Linked DNA regions of Zea mays: region 2 is linked to region 1. A link is a contact called in public Hi-C data. All regions are on one chromosome and are shown on one strand. The core of a region is the stretch at or near the end of the contact, and the rest is flanking DNA. Distances in the headings are between cores, read along the strand shown.

What was found. A called contact is a pair of places that touch in the nucleus more often than the background predicts.
Region 2: a contact with region 1 is called in a Hi-C map of ear, with 4 times the contacts expected there. The contact joins the promoter of LOC100283662 here to the promoter of LOC100382270 in region 1. A contact is called at or near these places in 15 of 25 Hi-C or Micro-C datasets (bundle sheath, ear, leaf and 4 more) and 1 of 3 datasets of contacts at active chromatin or transcription factors (leaf).

Annotation. Positions count from the first base shown.
Region 1 is chr3:11,211,767-11,215,706 of Zm-B73-REFERENCE-NAM-5.0, forward strand. It overlaps LOC100382270 (putative cytochrome P450 superfamily protein), which reads left to right and starts at 1,896. Exons shown (of 4, transcript NM_001175021.1): 1 at 1,896-2,551; 2 at 2,652-2,899; 3 at 3,037-3,415; 4 at 3,513-3,940. The coding sequence starts at 2,150.
Region 2 is chr3:11,423,417-11,427,356 of Zm-B73-REFERENCE-NAM-5.0, forward strand. LOC100283662 (acyl-protein thioesterase 2) reads left to right here and starts at 2,071. Exons shown (of 9, transcript NM_001156563.2): 1 at 2,071-2,376; 2 at 2,496-2,601; 3 at 2,848-2,884; 4 at 3,208-3,277; 5 at 3,397-3,501; 6 at 3,821-3,940. The coding sequence starts at 2,343.

The sequences.
Region 1 (3,940 bases), core at 646-3,145:
GTCATATATTAATATAATATTAGTCATAATTAATATATATATGTAGCTTCATTTGTCAATTAAACAAGTGAATATGTATAAAACATATTTTGATCACTAATTTCTAATTAGACTAATTAGCCATTAGTCAAATTTCCTTTTTTTTCTAATAGACCTTACGGATAAAAATTAAAAATATCTATGGAGACAGTACTAGACTAAACTTAGTTAAATTAATCTTGTGCGATAAATTGATTAAGCGTACTATTAAGGAAATAAATTATCTACATAGATGACAGTAAAAGGAACAAGACTTATCCGAAAATTCTAAATAGTGTTTATATATTTTTGGACGGGAATAAATAGATTATTTTATAGGTGTAATTGCGATTAAGAAAGTCTGTCCCAATTAATCCCTGCGACGGCGGGCCCAGCGGCGCCGCGCTCCGCGGCTCCCTATCCTGTTCCTGCAATCCTGCGGTGCCATTTACCATGCTGCCCCTGCCCTCCTCTGAATCTCTACGTATACTATACAGCACAGCAAGGCTCTGCGGCGTTCGCTTAACAAAATCCTGCCACGCTAGAGCTAACTAATCCTAGACACGACACACACCACCACCGCTGCGGGGCTGCGCTGGTCCGTCGTCGTCCGGTGGCCAACAAGTCCGCCCCGCGGCCCGCCTCCTATATAAATCCACCCGACTCGCTTCCTCTCCTCACCACGTCTCCCCTCACCTGGCTCTCCACCTGCCACCTCACGCGCGCCCCTGCTCTGTCTCTTTTGGCTCCGCTGAGGCCGAGCACACACAACAAATTCTCTCTCTCCTCTCTCTCTCTCTCTCTCACACACACACTCTGCTCCCTGTGCGGAGGACGGGCCGGCCGCATGGGGTGGGGGTGGACGGCGCTGGCGGCGGCCGCGATGGCGTACGTGGCGGTGAAGCTGATGGAGGTGCTGTGGTGGCGGCCGCGGCGGCTGGAGCAGCACTTCGCGCGGCAGGGGATAAGGGGCCCCCGCTACCGCTTCTTCGTCGGCTGCGTCCGCGAGATGGTGGCGCTCATGGTGGCCGCCTCCGCCAAGCCAATGCCGCGCCCCTACCGCTCCCACAACGTCCTCCCGCGCGTCCTCGCCTTCTACCACCACTGGAAGAAAATCTACGGTACGCAACGCCCCCTACGCACATGCCCATGCGCTCTCGTCGTCTCACCGCCCAGCGCCCCAGCCTAGTCCAGTGTTCCTGTTCGTGCCTACCCGACCAACGAGTCCATTCCTTTCCAGGCAAGAGTTCCTCCAGGCCCTCTCTCCCGGTAGCACGGCTGCTCCCTGCTCTGTTCGGTTACGGAACCTGAGAGCAAGGACCGAGCCCGATCGGCGAGAGGGGAGCCAATCAATCAACATGAGCAAAGCAATCTTGACCAGAGACCAGCACCAACATGAGCTCCCATCAGGTTGCGGTCGCGCCATGCGTCTCGCTCCCAGGATGCTGCTTTGCTGCCGCCTTTGGGTGACATGCATTTAGTGGCATGTCGAGGCGAGCCTCCTGGGTCTGTCGGAGCGGTTTGCCGTAGTTGTCTCTCGTTTTCGCTGTCCCCCGGCTGCAGCTAGGGGTGGTAATGGATTGTGATCCAAATAGTTCTTCACAAAATGTCAAGGCCCTAAATAAATTATAGTTCAAAAATGACTAGAAATAAAGCCCGATCCTAACCCGCTTCGATCCTTAAATCTTATAGTGCAAAAATTATAGCCCATTGTCAGCCCTAGCTGCAGCCCGGTTAGGTGGCCAGGGTCTATTTCCTACTTGCCGCCCCGCCCCCGCGCGGCCCTCGACGTGAGCCTACACGTCCCCCTTCCTGCTCCCCGCCACCGTCCCCGTCTCCATCGCATTCAACTCCAGCTTGCCCTGCCCTGCGCCCGTCGCCTCCGGGCGCACCCGCCGCGACCTGTCCGTCCCTGGCCCAACCGTCACGCCGCTGCGGCCACCACCTGCTCTGCTCCGCCCTTCTCTTCGTGTCGTCTTGTGATCCCTGCCTGCCTACTGGGTGCTGGCTGGCTGGCTGGCTACAGTGCTGGTGCGGCAGTGCGCGGGTACAGTGTAATGCGGCGGGCGCTGCCACAGGGGGAGGAGCTGGGTATCGTAGCGTAGCGTACCTGCTCCGCGCGTACGTACGCATGTTGTGCCTGCGCCTGCATCGCCGGCACCTCTCCCTGCCATGTCCTGTCCCTGCCCCCTTGGCAGCTGGCGGGATGCTGCTGATGTGGCGGAACATGGCCTCCCTGCCCCCAATCATTGGCTGCCTCGTCGCCTTGTCACGCTCACGCCCGTGCCTGATTTTGCCTCTCCCTCCAGGTTCCACGTTCCTGATATGGTTCGGCCCGACGCCGAGGCTCGCCGTCGCCGACCCGGACCTCATTCGGGAGATCCTCCTGTCCCGCGCCGATCACTTCGACCGCTACGAGTCGCACCCGATGGTGCGCCAGCTCGAGGGCGAGGGGCTCGTCAGCCTGCGCGGCGACAAGTGGGCACACCGGCGCAAGGTGCTCACGCCGGCGTTCCACATGGAGAACCTCAAGGTCAGTCAGCCAGCCAGCCTTTCACCAACAGTCTTTGTTCTTCCTGCCGTGCGGAATTGTTGTGATGACACGCTGCCTGGGACGTACGTACGCAATGCAGCTGCTGCTGCCGTTCGTCGGGAGGACGGTGGTCGACGTGGTGGACAAGTGGCACGACATGGCCGCCGCGGCGTCCGGCGAGGTCGAGATCGACGTGTCCGAGTGGTTCCAGGTGGTGACGGAGGACGCCATCACCCGTACGGCGTTCGGCCGGAGCTACGAGGACGGCAAGGCCGTCTTCAAGCTCCAGACCCAACTCATGGCCTTCGCCTCCGAGGCGTTTCGCAAGGTCTTCATCCCTGGATACAGGTAATAAGTCAATCAATCAATCAATCAATCAGCTAGTGCGATACCCTCATAGTCCTGTGTTCTGCCTGCGCTTTTATAATTAATCAATCAAGCAGAGGAATGGCGTGGCATGGTTTGATGCGTGCATATGTCTACAGGTTCCTGCCGACCAAGAAGAACACGACCTCGTGGAAGCTGGACAAGGAGATCAGGAAGAACCTGGCGACGCTGATCGGCCGGCGGCAGGAAGCCGCGGACGACGAGAAGCTCAGCGGCTGTGCCAAGGACCTCCTTGGTCTCCTGATCAACGCGGGCAGCAACGGCGGCAAGGTGAGCCCCATCACCGTGAACGACATAGTGGAGGAGTGCAAGACGTTCTTCTTCGCGGGCAAGCAGACCACGTCGAACCTCCTGACATGGACCACAGTCCTGCTCGCCATGCACCCCGAGTGGCAGGAGCTCGCCCGGCAGGAGGTGCTCCAAGTCTGCGGGGCGCGTGACATCCCCTCCCGCGAGCAGCTCACCAAGCTCAAGACAGTAAGCTCCTGTCATGTCCCCCCCGCACCGGCCGCCTGACAGAATCCTCTAACAACGGGCGGTGAGCTGACGCATGCTGCTGGTTCCTCTCTGGCAGCTCGGGATGATCCTGAACGAGACGCTGCGGCTGTACCCGCCGGCGGTGGCGACGGTGCGTCGCGCCAAGGCGGACGTGGAGCTGGGCGGGTGCCTGATCCCGCGCGGCACGGAGCTGCTGATCCCGATCATGGCCGTGCACCACGACGCGCGGCTGTGGGGGCCGGACGCCACGCAGTTCAACCCGGCGCGGTTCGCCAGGGGCGCGGCGCAGGCGGCCAGGCACCCCACGGCGTTCATCCCGTTCGGGCTGGGCGCGCGGATGTGCATCGGCCAGAACCTGGCGCTCCTGGAGTCTAAGCTCACGCTGGCCATCGTCCTCCAGCGGTTCGACTTCCGGCTGTCGCCCAGCTACCTCCACGCGCCGACGGTGCTGATGCTCCTCCACCCGCAGTACGGGGCGCCCGTGGTCTTCCGGCCGCGACCGTC
Region 2 (3,940 bases), core at 821-3,320, 210 kb after region 1:
TTATATTTACAATTTCAGGTACATACTTAGACAAAGAATTTTAGATACACATATAAACAGATATCACAATTCAAAATCCTCTCATATAATAACAGAATCGTCAGTATTGTAGCTAAAAATAGACTGATCGTTATAAAATCAGTCCCTTAAACGGGTCGTTATCTGTCTGCTCTTTAACCAGGTTGGGCTCGTGCTTGCACCGCGGGCTAGACGACCGATCGAAGCCTGGCACGGCTATCGGGCCGGATTGGCCCGGGCACGCTTCTAGTCAGGCCGGGCAGTGCTCATGCCGGATCACGGACCCACTGCCGAACCAGCCTATTTGGACATGTGTACATATACTCCCTACGATTTCTATTATTTGTGGTTTAGAACAATAACACGGGCTCCAAAATATAACTTTGATCAATTTTTTTGTTAAAATACAAATGTTCTTTAGAAATTCTTTTCTATAAAAAATTTCTTCTATATCTTATTCATCACAACAATGTTCTTTATATATCAAATACCTATATTAAAAACATATTTTATGATAGTTTTTATACATATATATGTTTATCACACCCTTAAATACTATATATATATATATATATATATATATATATATTAGTTTTGGTTAATCTATCATTTAAAATATAAAAATAATTAGAAGGGGGGATAAATAATTTGTACATATAAAGAGAGGACAAAATATTTTTCCTCTATATTTAGATCAACCTTTAGAAGACTTCGTTGAAGTCTATAAAGAAAATGATATTCGGTAAAGGAGCCCACGTTGCACATATACATAGACTAGGATGCGGATCCACGCATTACAATGATGTATAAAACAAAGATAGGTCAATAGTTTGAATTATAGTATATTTGGATCACTTCATGTAGTACTCTATATTTTTTACAAAAATTGAAAATTAGATACTATTGAAGTTGTTTTTTATGAGTCAAGACCTATATTTTAAGATGAGGCGCTGAATTAAGACACGATTGAAGATGCTTTTATGGTAGTGTGACATTCTCTTTGTTAAGGATGTTTCCATGTATGTCATCTATATTTATATTTGTATCTATGTTTTTTATCGTTTTTTTTAAAAATATTTCTTTCTCTATATTTCCTTTCTATTTACACTTTTGAGGCTCGTCCCGTAGCACTACATAAAGTGCAAATAAATAGAAAATTAGTAATAGAGTCTAAATTTTACATTATAAGATTTAAGAATCGGATAAAATTAGAATCGGATCATATTTTTATTTATTTTTTGAACTATAAATTATTTAGCGCCCTACTATTTATAAATAATCATTTGGATCACGATCCATTACCATTCCTACGTAACACACGGTGCCCAACGTAGCCTCGTTAAAACATCTTCAACAACTCCTTAAAAATAGAGGAATTAGGATCTCTCTGAAACTTTAAATCCTAAAAAAATGTTACTGCTTCAACAACTCCCACCCAGTCGACATAGCAACGCGTGCAGGAAAATAAGGGCTATAGATAAGTTACTGTTGGACGTGATTTTTTTCATTTTTTCTTTCTCTAAAACATTAATTAGGGCTAAAACTTAATTAAGGAGCTATTCGATATGCCAAGCACGCCTCTAGCCGTCCCCAAAATAGCTCAGTCCCGAATCGAACAACCTACCCGGCTACCCCACCACGAAAGGTCTCCCGCACAAGTCACAACAGAACAACCTACCCCCACAAGCAGAAGGATCCGGGCGGCCACCGAGAGTCACTGGAAGAAGCTCGTCCGGCGCCCCGCGACGAGACGACGGCCTCCTCCTCCGCTCCGCTGAAGAACGACCTCCCCGCTGACAGGTTCGCGAATCGCAATCTCCTTCCCTCCTTCCCTCTCTCTTCTCCCCCAAGGCCCCAACTGGGTCGACCGCTTTTCCGAACCCGTGCGGCCAGTTACTGTTCCCATCTTATTCTTTTGGTGCGTGCCTGGCTGCCTGCCTGCCACCGCCATCACCACCACGCGCGGCTCATGTGGCGTGGCGCAGAGGCGGAGCGCTCCGCAGAGGCGCAGAGAGAGGTGGCGTCTGCCTTGCTGCGCTGCGGGTCTGCGGTCTCCTGCAGATTCCCGCACCCACAAGGCCAGAGGCGACCCACCAGCGCCACCCAAAAAAGGCGCACCCCTTTCCGCCGCCCAAATCTCCCTTTACCCCGATCCCCAAGCCCCGCCGCTGCTCCCTCGTACGCACGTACGCACCGCGTCGCCCTTTATCTGCTCCCGAGGGCCGCTGGTCGGCTGCTGAATCGTCGCCGTTGTTGCTGGGACTGCAGCGTTGGCGGGCCTTGTAGCGAGGAGGGGGTGCGGAGGCGCCGCGACTGTTCGCGGGATGAGCTTCGGCGGCAGCAGCTCCCTCGCATCAGGTGCGCCTTGGTTTTGTCGCTGTTGTGGCTTCGTTGGTGATTGGTGGGCGCGGTCTCTGTTTTACGGCGTTGGGGGAGGTGGGATTGAGTGTAAAGGAATGAATATGCATTGGATGCAGGTGCGAAGAGGCCGTTCGAGTACGGGAGAACGCATGTGGTGAGGCCCAAGGGCACGCACAAGGCCACCATTGTCTGGCTCCATGGACTTGGGGACAATGGAGCCAGGTATAGAACCCGCCTGCTCAACTCACCTGTACTTCTGAATGGTATGCTGGTGGAGTTTGGTGTGCTTAGATTATAGATGATGAAGTAATGGACAGTATGTCAATAAGCTCGGTACCTTCTCCAGATGTTATGAACTAACTGTACACTGTGGTAGGCTGGATTGTTGCTTCCTCGAACGATAGTCATGTCCTGTATTATATAATTCGAAGCTACTGTCATTAATGATGTATTTGTGTTACATTGCAGCTGGTCTCAACTACTGGAAACTCTTCCCCTTCCTAATGTAAGTTAGGACATAGATTCGAAATATGCAATGTTTTAATTTCTTATGGTGGTTTAGGCCCTGTTTGGAATCTCTAGAAGTAATAGTTAGCTACTAAAAATTATTTGTTGGGTTCCAAACACCCTCAGCTAATACCACAACTAATTGTTAGCTATGAGATAGCTAACAATTAGTTCATTAGCTGACTCTAACCCAGCTGATAATTTATTAGCTAGCTAGCTATTAGCTCTAGGGGTTCCAAACAGGGGCTTAAAGCTTAATCTCACACCTTGTTGCTCAAATCCAATACGATATTTCTTCCTGTATATCTTTGCTGTGCTCAGATAAAATGGATATGCCCCACTGCACCTTCAAGACCCGTGTCAGTGTTTGGCGGGTTCCCCTCCACAGCATGTAGGTTTATTGTTATCTACATGTTTCTCCCTGCTTCTTGAGAATGTTTCAGATCCTTTCATCATTATCTGTCTTATACGTATTGCATGTTTACTGCTGTGCCCTTTATGGATTTGCAGGGTTTGATGTTGCTGATCTTTCTGAGGATGCTCCTGATGACATTGAGGGAATCGATGCCTCAGCAGCACATGTTGCGAATTTGTTGTCAACTGAACCTGCTGACAGTATGGTTCTCATCCCCCTGTCCCTTGTTCGATGAGATAACTTGGTTGTTAGTTTATTTTCTTCAGCCCAACTTATCAAGACTGTTCATATTGCCTTTGTTGTTATTTTTGGTACCCGTTGTTCCATTATGGGGCATGCTTCTTAAACATGTTCTATACACTTTGTGAGCTTTTTTTCCTTCTAAAGAGCATGTGCGTGCTCTTAGAAACAGACTATTCTAACATGTTAATTTGGTGACTCAAAAAAATAGAACCCTACTAGATCTTTATCATGAACATTGAAGTATATTGATAATCTTTGGTGGTCCAATAATCGCAGTCAAACTTGGTGTTGGCGGCTTTAGTATGGGTGCTGCTACTGCTCTGTACTCTGCAACTTGCTTTGCCCATGGAAAATATGGGAATGGCAAACCATTCCCTGTGAACCTAAGTCTTGCCG